Regions from separate parts of the Zea mays genome. Here all the other regions are linked to region 1. The links are chromatin contacts, called in public Hi-C maps. All regions are on one chromosome and are shown on one strand. The core of a region is the stretch at or near the end of the contact, and the rest is flanking DNA. Distances in the headings are between cores, read along the strand shown. Region 1 holds the start of LOC100280343. Region 2 holds the start of LOC103650031 (pentatricopeptide repeat-containing protein At1g80270, mitochondrial). Region 3 has its middle 150 kb from the start of LOC103650031.

The links. A called contact is a pair of places that touch in the nucleus more often than the background predicts.
Region 2: a Hi-C map of leaf mesophyll shows a contact between it and region 1, with 4 times the contacts expected there. The contact joins the promoter of LOC103650031 here to the promoter of LOC100280343 in region 1. A contact is called at or near these places in 9 of 25 Hi-C or Micro-C datasets (ear, endosperm, leaf and 3 more) and 1 of 3 datasets of contacts at active chromatin or transcription factors (leaf).
Region 3: a Hi-C map of ear shows a contact between it and region 1, with 2.9 times the contacts expected there. The contact joins the enhancer-like site here to the promoter of LOC100280343 in region 1. A contact is called at or near these places in 4 of 25 Hi-C or Micro-C datasets (ear, endosperm, leaf and 1 more).

Annotation. Positions count from the first base shown.
Region 1 is chr3:45,695,456-45,698,985 of Zm-B73-REFERENCE-NAM-5.0, reverse strand. LOC100280343 reads left to right here and starts at 1,571. Exons shown (of 5, transcript NM_001153269.2): 1 at 1,571-1,767; 2 at 1,909-1,991. The coding sequence starts at 1,970.
Region 2 is chr3:46,121,618-46,125,147 of Zm-B73-REFERENCE-NAM-5.0, reverse strand. It overlaps LOC103650031 (pentatricopeptide repeat-containing protein At1g80270, mitochondrial), which reads right to left and starts at 2,018. Exons shown (of 3, transcript XM_008675701.4): 1 at 1,785-2,018; 2 at 562-1,117. The coding sequence starts at 1,819.
Region 3 is chr3:45,973,750-45,977,279 of Zm-B73-REFERENCE-NAM-5.0, reverse strand. No RefSeq gene overlaps it. Among protein-coding and RNA genes, the nearest start is that of LOC103650031, 150 kb to the left of the region's middle. Within about 2 kb of position 1,694, at least 15 of the 20 cell types and tissues checked have an H3K27ac peak or open chromatin away from gene starts, as enhancers often do. A contact at or near this core is called in ear, leaf and tassel, where this site is marked.

The sequences.
Region 1 (3,530 bases), core at 322-2,821:
GTAAAGGGCATGTACGTAATTTTGTATGGGTTGTACCCCGTGCCTATAAATAGGTGAACAGTACCCCCGTACTGTTCACGCTGATTTGGTGTTCACTTTTGCGTCACGCTTGTACTTTCATTTCCTTCAAATTGGAGGTACATCTGTAACTCAATGTTATTTTTATTTATATATAATAATGATATATGATGATCTACGTAATTCTTTATGTTTCTTGTAATTCATTCTTCGTCAATATGTAATGCATTTATAAAGGTTCGCCCTTTGTGACCTTCGTCCGAAAATCATTATATCCCAAGGGAAATAATGCTTCGTAGGACGAAGGACTTAACCGATTAACATTTTCTATGTTGCCTTGTTCTTGAAGCATTTGAGAACAAGTCCCCAACACCTGTGGTCCAAACCGCCACGTCACCCCCCATCGTCGGCAGCACCAGAGTAGAGGTAGCAGCATCAACGCCCATTGTGGCTGACACACTCCGCCTGGTGCCTGCATCCTCACCTCTTAGCGAGGCTGTTGGAGACATCAAGGCCGCCACCATGGCACATGTAGAAGGAGACCGGACGAGGTGCCCGTCAATGGACCCCTCAACGCCGTCGGGGCTATGATGTGAGTATGCGACCCGAGTCGCAGCGGGTCGTCCTTGCACGATAAGGGCCACCGCTTCTTGTCCGAGAAGAACTACGGTGGGGAAGACCACAGGGAGGAGTAGGGCTCGGATGTAGGGAGGGGAATGCAGCCTGGTGCTAGGGTTAGGGCTTACCTGGTCGATTTTGGAGCGAGAGGAGCCCAACGCCATTACGGAAATGCAACCAAGATGGGGACGGGGGTGGGGGCAGACGAGACCGGATCCACCTTCGCTTCCTACAACAGCAATGGTGGTGAGGTGGTGGCCATCGCTGAAGAGGAGTATGAGGAGGAAGGCGAGCGGGAGCGTGAAGACGATGTTGGTCCCCGCCCCGCCGTCGTGGCCGTCGATCTCTCACCCTGCCATCGCTCCCTGCTCCCTGATGCCTCCCTCACTCTCCTCATGGCTACGTAGCAGGCGTGTGCGATGGGTGGGCGCCGGGGGTGGGGATTGCATCGCGGGGCAGGTGCAGGGCGGCATTCGAGGGGACGGGCGTGTGGGCATGGCGCGGGGCAGGCGGGGGGCACGGATGTGGTCTACGTTATTGGCTTAATAGATAATAGAGATTTAGCGAGTATTTTAGGGAATTACTGGAGTTGCTCTAATCTATCTAGATTATATAATCTAACTTATTTTAAACTATATGTTAGTTCAAAATAAGTTAGATTATTATAATCCCAAAGAAACGTTTCCTTAGTGGAGAGAGAAATAGTGAGGGACATATTTGTCTTTGGATGTCTAGAAGTTGAAAAAAGTTTAATTGGGTCAGTTTCGTAGATTATAGAATTTAGGGTGGTCTAGATTGTAAAAGCTGGACAAAGTCTATGGTTGTTTGGGAAACCTCAAATAAAAAAGATAACGCAGAGGCCCGTTGGTCGCCGTCTCTATTAAACACCGGTTCCTCTCTCCGCGCCACCGCCGGTAACCGCCACCAGAAGTAAGAGAAACCACGCGTGTCAGCCAGCCATTGGATCACCACCATTCGCGCTGTTCGGCGTGCGCACCCGATCCCGTCTCCGTGCGGCTTTGTGAGTAGAGAAGGGAAGGGGAAGCAGGAGCAGGAGGGGTTCGTCATCGCGTGGTGGCCGCGCCGCTCTGTTCCTCCGTCCCCTCCTCCTTCCGGCTCTCGCTGTCACATGTACGTCCGCCGACCGCCCGGCCCTATCTCACGCTCGATCTCCTGCCGCCGAACCCCTCTACTGCTCGATCTGTGCTGATCTGTTGCTTTTGTCATGCTCCCTTTTGTTGGGTTTTTCTTTTTTCTTCCCCCGGAGATCAGGTCGTGTGGTGTGGGGGCGCTCTGATCCGGATGGTGCAGCGCCGCGGGATCGCCCACGGCCATGATTGATCGCGAACGAGCAGGTCAGACATCTCCTAGATCTTGCTCTATAACGCCATTTTCAGTGTCGAAGGTCGCGTCTTGCGAGTGCTAGTGGCGAAAGGATGCGATTTTTCGTGGGTTTTCAGCGGAATTCTCTATTTCTCTGTGTGGAACTCCGGTTTTTGCAGTCTCACTGAGTGTCTCGATATCTTAGTTGCAGTAACTGCGTGAAATGCTATACCGGAGATGCCATTGTGCACGGAGGTGGTTTATTTTGAGGAAGAGTTGGGACACAGTTTGGTGAATTTTGTTGTGTGCTGGTCTGAGAGCTAGTGCTGCTGGGATTGGTAATGGTAACTGATGGTAGTATAATATGTGATGGAATTCACTGAATGTAGTGCTTGTATTTTTAGTGCAAGTTTATTAGGGATAATTTTACGTTGCTTCTCACTGCGGGTTGGGATATGTTGTGCCAGGAAAAGATGTCCCTCATTTGGTTTATTCTAGTATGTTTTTGTTGTTTGTCTAGAAGCAAATTTGTTCATATACTATGCTTAATTATAGATTTCAAGCAACAACAGTCATTTGATTTGATGTCAACATTGAAGTTTTTTGCAATTCCAGCAGATTACCCTGGTCCATCAGCATTTCATTCAGGACCATAGTGATGGTTCAGGTTTGTTACATACCAGAGATCAACGGCCACATCTGACACCCCTACCATAAACACCCATCGGAGTTTCAAAGTTTGGAAACAAAAGGAACATAACACATGTCACACAGGACACCACGTCCAAGGCTATGCAAAGTAAATCATGGTAGGAAAATCAAATATCATCCATGCTCAGATTGGTTCCTCATAATTGATCATGCACCATCCACAGCTTTGAACTGCTGTAGGTGGCGAGTGGAGCACAGTTACTCCTAAGACTTGAGCAAAGAGAAGATGAATCACTACAACTTCTGCATACCACACCATCTGCCATCCTGAAAACACAGAATCTCTGAGCTTCCAAAGGCCCCACATCGCTGCGGAGATAAACGCTAACACACCCATGCCTCTTCTCACAGATCCAACATTTTGCATCTGATTTAAAGTCACATACCTTGTGTTTAAACACTTCAGCTAGCTCCATCCACATTTTAGAGGCTACTAAGGACATCCAGTGCTCCTAAATGAGTGGAATCTGGGGAAGGAACAACCAAGGCAAGCCAACCCTGCATTTTTGCACAGAGGTTGCGTCGAACCCACTTTGGCTCAGTGGAAAGGATTCTCACCACTGTGTTAGGCTTGTCCTTTTAGAGGCTACTAAGCTTCCATAAAACAGTGCTAAACATCACAACAAATAAATAAGAACACATTGAATTGAAGAAATCAGTGAAGCACAGTAGCAGCAAGCCAGCAAGACATTTTTTTTGGAGAAAAGTATTTTCAGATAACCATCAGTACAAATTGACTATAATCTACTGATGTTGGCAACATTGAAGTTAGTTTATACTGATGGTTATTTGAAAATACTGTTCTTTAAACAATTTTTTGTCTTGCTGCTACAATGCTATCACTGATTTCTTCAGTGTCG
Region 2 (3,530 bases), core at 769-3,268, 430 kb before region 1:
ATCAATATCATTCGGGATTATCATGCTGTGATGTCATAAGACAATATTTTAGCCAACCCCTTCTAAGCTACAACTTAAGGATCTTTGCACTTTTCTTGTCTTTACCCTCTGTAACATGTTTAAAAATAAGTACAAGGCAAAAATTTACATGTTAAGTACTTATTTTCACCTTGAAAAAAACCCCTACATTTCAGCATTAGGAGCCTGCTTGGATGCTGCCTGCCACTGCCAGGCAGCTGAGCAGCAAGCTAGTAATCCAGACCCCAGGCTCAGCAAATTATGCGCCTGGGAGCACCGGCCCGTACCTGGCAGGTTTTCCAACATGAAAACACGCTTCTATGCTGCTGGCTAAATATAGTTTAACCTTGAACAGGCCATTGCAGCTTTGCAAGTTAAGGTGTAAAGCATACCATTCATTTCAGATACTATCCACTGTACTGTGTTCTTAAAAGATTTAAATATTGAGCCACCTCCTGGTTAAGTACATCCAATCCAGCATACTAAATGTTTGCACCCAATTTAAATATAAAACCACCTCTCAGTAAGTTAAATGTTAGATACCTCCAAGGCTTTGTGGTACCACTTCCGCTTTCGAAGATTAAGGAGCACATAATAGAGTTCGCCCCTATCAAGTGCATTGCCATCCTTTGCCCATTTCTCAAGCGCTGAAGTGACTTGATGCCTTGGAGCTTCCAACACAGTCTTGAGAAGGGTGGAACCAAAAGTCCTTTTAATGTGCTCCGTCTCAGGTTTTGCATCAGCATCCATACTAGGCAAGCCAATTTCATCAGTGGCATCCTCATCAGAAGTATCTTCAGATGTCAACCCAGCATCCTTTTTACCAGCTTCTGGTGGAACATTGAGATCAGAAAATACATCCTCTAACTCATCATCCTTGTCACTAGAATTTGCACCTGGCTGAGAGGAGAAACCCCTACTCCAAGCAAATTGGCCAGATGAAAATGACAATAAGAAGGATGGTGGCTTTGGCTTATGACAGTAGCACACTTTCTGACAGTCTGCCTCATGGTGTTCTTCAACATTTTTTGCATCAGCAGTTAGCAGCACCTCAAGGCTCGCACAACCACGGGGACTCACAACTTTTTGGGCATGGAACCTGAATCAGAATCAAGTAGTTAGTCAAAGATGCAAACAATTATTATAATATATTGCATGCACAACATGGCATAGGAGGGCCATCCTGAGCATGCATTCACATGTGTGCTAATGAAAAACATGAAAGCCGAACATGCAATTGAATGTGAAATTGAGCAAACAAGTATGTGAAAGTGCTCTATATTAAAAAAAACATCTGGCGATCTTGTAATAGCTAATCTCGAGATATATATAGACAAAAAAAAGAGAAGAGACCGTATCAGATGCTGATGATTTACTCTTTACCTTGGCAAATACTACCTCTCTGTTCACGAATATTTGTCGGCCGGTAGTTCATTTTTGAACTAAAATGCCACAAATAAAAAAGAATGGAGGGGGTACATAGATACAGTTATCCTGAAATCGGCACACATTTAAACTTTATCCGCTCATAATGTTGTACCCATGTGTTTCCAAGCAATCGCGACCTACTAACAGGGGATCACACATTTCGGGGAGCAAAAGATAATAAAAAAGGAACGGACCTACTTGGCGCTGTGACGCAATAAGCATAGATAATAAGCAGGCCTACGCGGATCAAATAGACTGCTAACACGACGGATGCAGGAGGGAGTGAAGGTGACAACAGGATATCTAATCGGACAACCAGCGTTCGGGAGGATCACTACCTGAGGGGGTTACCAGCTCGGCGGAGAGCCCACATAGCGTCGCTGCGAGAAGGTTCCGGGTGGCAGCGGCTGTCGAGAAGAGGTGGAGGAGAGAAGCGTTGAGGGAACAGGGGAGGGACGCAGGAGGCTAAAACACTAAAACCCTAGCGGGCGGCTGAGAATGGGGAGGACCGGAAATATTTCTGCGGTTGTGCCGGACTGCCGGAGGGTGCTTTGGGCGCTAATGTGGCGGCTGGAAGGCTCGCGAGCCTCGAACGAGCCAAGCCGAGTCCTTTCTTCGAGCTCGTTTTTGCAGCGAGCCGAGCCGAGCCGACTCGCGAGCTTTACAAAAATAGTCAATTTATGGAATAATAATAAATATTAGATAATTTTATGGATAATTGCACATTTTTTAGTCTTTGATGATGAATATATTACAAGTTATAATTTAATTTACTCATAATGTAGAATAATGATTCTATATTTCAAATTTATATAATGTTAATTCACCAAATAATGCAACGAAAAGTATCAAAATATGGCTCGCGAGCCGGCTCGCGAGCCAAGGTCGAGCCGAGCCGAGCCGAGTCTCTTTCGCCAGCTCGTGGAATAGACGAGCCGAACTCGTTCAGGCACCGAGCCGAGGCTCGTTTCCAGCCCTACTACTGCCCGTCTACCACACCGCGAAGTGTATTGGAGGCATGATTATTGGCTTTAAACCCCATATTTCTTCTCCTTTTCTAATTTAAAATTTTCATTCATAGCTTCAAGCTTTCCCTTCGGCATAGCCATTTCGGCTTTATGCGCAGACTTCTTTTTTATTTGAGCCTTAAGCTCCTTAATACGCCTTACGCTTTAAAGGTTTTTTTTGACTCTAGCCTTCAAATTTTACTACCATTTTCCTCAACTTTCAATAAGACCCTTAGTTAAATTATTTAACATTGTTTCTTTTTCTTCAACATTATGCCGAAGATCGATAACTTCAGATCGCAAATTGTTTATTACCATTTGGGCACTTGCTTCTTCGACATCCTTCTGCGCTTTCAAGGCCTTGCTTAAAATAAGTCCATGTACAACACAATGAAAATCAAATAAAAATTACACCATAAAATGTGCTGGCTCAAAGTATTAGGCTATTGTAGGCCAAGCAATCTGCAAGGTTTTCTTTCGTCATTACAGATAGCCCACATTTAAGCTTCGGATATCCGTTATTATCCATCATGATGCAACATACATCAATTTCTCTACTATCTGGAAGACAATAGGGGTAGTCGTCTTCATCGTTTCCGCCATAAACAAGTGAACCCAATGGATATCTAAGCGTTTCGGCATAGTTTTATGCTTCGGCAATCTATTCAGCCGATAGTTCTTTTCCTGGGGCATGTCGAATAATATATCCAGGTGGCCCAATGGATAGCTCTTTGGCTGGTGCAGTCATCTCCTCTTCGAAGTTTTTAGCTCGTTCCTCTTCTTTACCCTTGGATTTCTCAGGGGTAATTTTAGCTTTCGAAGTATCAACTTTCTCTGGAGTGGTGCCGCTCTTTGAAGTATCATCTACTCTCGGCTTTGCCTCGGTCGGCTTCACCTATTTCGTGGACTATTCTTCGTTCTTGAACTTTGCTTGATACTTGTTGATCCCTATAGGTGACGCCTAAGAGGGGGGTGAATTAGGACTTATAAAACTTTCTCTAAACTAGGCCACAAATAAATCCCTAGAGCAAAACCTATGCAAATAAACAATCTATAATGTGCAAACTAGGTTTTGTC
Region 3 (3,530 bases), core at 445-2,944, 280 kb before region 1:
GGGATTTTTGAAACCTTTGGATATTATTGGAATTCACATGCTTTTGAATGTCCAATTGAATAAAATTAAGCTAGCCAAATAACAAAATAAATAGATATAAGATTATGCACCTCATGATGGAGTTCTTGTATTTTTACCTGTGTACTCAAAAATTTGAGACAAGTTTAAGTTTGAAAAGTAGAATTTATAACACCCAAAATTTTATATTGAGATTTAGAAGAGATTCAAAAAATCTAAAATCTATTTTAAAAACTCAAGTAAGAAATAATAGAACGACATATATTTTGTTTGTTTGAGCATATTATTCTTTCACGAGTTATCAATGGAGCCGTATTTGCCTAAATGAATAAAAGGACTAAAATATATAGGTATATAACTCTACGTTGTATGTTGAGATTCTCTTTGATTGTGCATTCTAATTAAACTTGGAATTCAAACTTTATTAGAATTCGATTTGAAATTCGAAGTTTGAAAATAAAAGAAAAGAGCTAAACCCCCGCCTGGGCTGGCTTCTCCACTGCTTGGCCCAGACGCGTGTGCACACAGCTTGCCTACCCATAAGCACTTGGGTGCCAACGGCTGGGCTAAATTACTCTCCCGCATGGCCCACGTGACATAAACCCAACCGCATAGCCACACTAGTTTTGCCTCAATTATTTATTCATCTTGCCGCAACATAAGTCATCCTGACATAAGCAATGATGTCATCTAGCTAGCTCTCCCACGTATCGCTGGTATGGATCCGACTAGCATTTGTGCACTCAGCCGTGTCGCTGCAAAACGGGCCCCCTGGCCAGTGCCTCAGTGAACCTATTCGTGCCTGGTTTCGTTGATAGGTGGAGTCGCATATACAGGCTCTTTGTTTCCAGTTCGTTGAAGATCCCAGCAATCTTTGGAGTCGTTGCAACTACCCGCCGAGATATCTGCTGCTCGATTACTCTGGCTATTCCGTGTGCTCGCCACCCAAGCCCCTCCCCGTCAAGCTCCGGCAGGATCATCTTCTCCTGTATACAACAGCGGTGCGAATCACACGGCCGCCGAGACCAATAGGACGGAGCTCACGCCGGGATTTCCGGGGAAAGGTCGCGCGCGTAATCCGCTGCTCTTGGCTCGCCTGGGACGTTGCTAGCTGTGCCCGCCGCCTGAAAATTCGTCGGGCGGAAACAGAAATCCGCCGAACTCTGCGCGCGGCAAGATCCGATCCCGTCCGTGTTTCTCATACGCGCGGACTCGGCTTGTGCCCCTGGCCTCCCTCCTCTATAAATCTCTGGTCGCTTGTGACCGTAGTCATACCCAGCTCCTGTGCGTAGGAACACCACCGTCGAAGAGAAGAAGAGAGGAGAAGATTTGGCCGCCGCGGGGTGTTCCTTGTCGGGGACCGAAGTCGCGTCGCCGTAATCCCTGGTAAGTAGGCTGTATTCGAGTGCGTTAGACCCTGAATCGTGTTTTGGCACTCCTCCCAGTGCGTTTTGATCACTTGTGCGGAGAACGAATTTCACCGGCGGCGAAGCTCCACCGCGGGGTTACTCTGGCGCCGTTCCTGTTCGGTGTTGGGGGATGCGGGGTGGAGGACGAGCGCTGCGCCGTCGGATTTTAGTATAACGGCTCGGACATGCCCCTAGGGATACCGCTTCGGTGGGATTGATCACGGTCATCCGATTCTAATCCTGCACGGGTTATGCTTTGGCGCCGTTTTAAAATCATGACCGTCCGATCGGGATCGGACAGTCCGGATTGCGTACCGGTTCGGAATAGGCTAGATCTAATCTCACGCGTTCAGCCTTGATCGCGCGGCCAGCGTTGCCCGTACCTTTTCGGCCTAGGCGTTTTGCATATGAGGCCCTGAAATATTCACAAATCAACCCACAATCCACGACAGTGTATAAGTATTTCGACTAGGGCCCTGTTATTTGCAAATTAAGCCTCGGGCTTCTGGAGAATAGTGTCCCCAGTCCAGCGGTCATGAGGAATTTAGAATTTATTTAGAAAAAGGATTTTTAGCATAAAAATAAACCTAGAATCTTATTTAATTCATATTTAATTCATCTTAGCTCTGAATTAATTTATTGCAGTTGCTATAAATTCATAATAATATTGTTTATCATCTGGTAACCTTATTTTATTATGAAACATGGGTATAATTTATGCACTTAATTTCTTTTGTGTCCAACACTTAAATCTTTATAAAACCATAACTTCTTAACTGTAACTCCGAATTTAGCGATTCTTGTTCCCACGATCTCGTAGCGACGCGTAGATTAATATTATGCAGTTTGTTCTTATGTTTGGTGTGATGTTAATTTTGTCTATACCATGTATGTTTGTATTGCGACGACTAGCGTGAGGTTACGAGTCACCTGAAGAGCAAGTTGGTACCTGGAATCTCAAGTCCCAGGCAAGTTGTGCCCTTGATCACTTCTTTTTACCCAGTCATGTTCTAATTAATCATAATGATCTGCATAGGTTAATTTTGATGGGACCCAATAGGTTACCCTAGTTTGACTATCTTTATACCTTGTTCACTGGATTTTTGGGTAGTACCTGCTATTGCTTTATGTGGTTTTGGGTATAGAGATACATTTTATTCACGATTATCTTTTATTATCAGTTATTATTTACTGTTCATGATAAGATCATTATGTTAATTGGAACATGGAGAACCACCCGGGAAAACAGTGCTACCACAAGGGTTTATGGACGCCCTTGGCTAACTAATTAGGAAAGCTAGCGGAAGACTACCTTACCCGAAAGGGGCAAGGGCAGTAGGGGAGTGGTCAATGTAGGGAGGTCCTTGGTTGATTTTGCTGCGATGGCGGTCAGGCAAGAACCCTGCATTGGAGCTTCCTATAAACTGTAGCGGGTTTTCTGAAGCTAGTGGAACTTTGTAAAGGCCTCGTAGTGTTACCCTACCTCGCCTCCTCGGTAGAGGTGTATGGGAAGTCGCGATCCCTTGGCAGATGGGTAACATGACTTGTGGGTAAAGATGCGCAACCTCTGCAGAGTGTAAAACTGGTATACTAGCCGTGCTCACGGTCATGAGCAGCTCGGACACTCACATGATTAATTTATGGAACTAAATTCAATTTGTCATATGCATTGCATCGCAGGTGATGTTGTTACTTTTGTTCTACTATTTAATTGGGTTGGTATTTACTTATACTTAGTAACTGCTAATAAAATTTTGACCAACTTTAAAAGCAATGCTCAGCTCTAACCATCCTCTTTGGTAAGCCTTACACTTCACATGAACTCCCACCTTTGGCGAGTTCATTCACATTATTCCCCACAACTTGTTGAGCGATGAACGTATGTGAGCTCACTCTTGCTGTCTCACACCCCCCACAGGTCAAGAACAGGTACCGCAGGATGAGGCGCTTGGAGGATGCTGTGACGAGTTCGTGAGAGGTCTAGGCCGTCGTCTCCCAGTCAACTTTGGGTTGCTGGACCGTTGTCTCCTTATAATGTAATTATTTATTTATTTTTGTATAGAACTTCTGTTATGTAGTAAAGATGTGACATTCGATCATGTG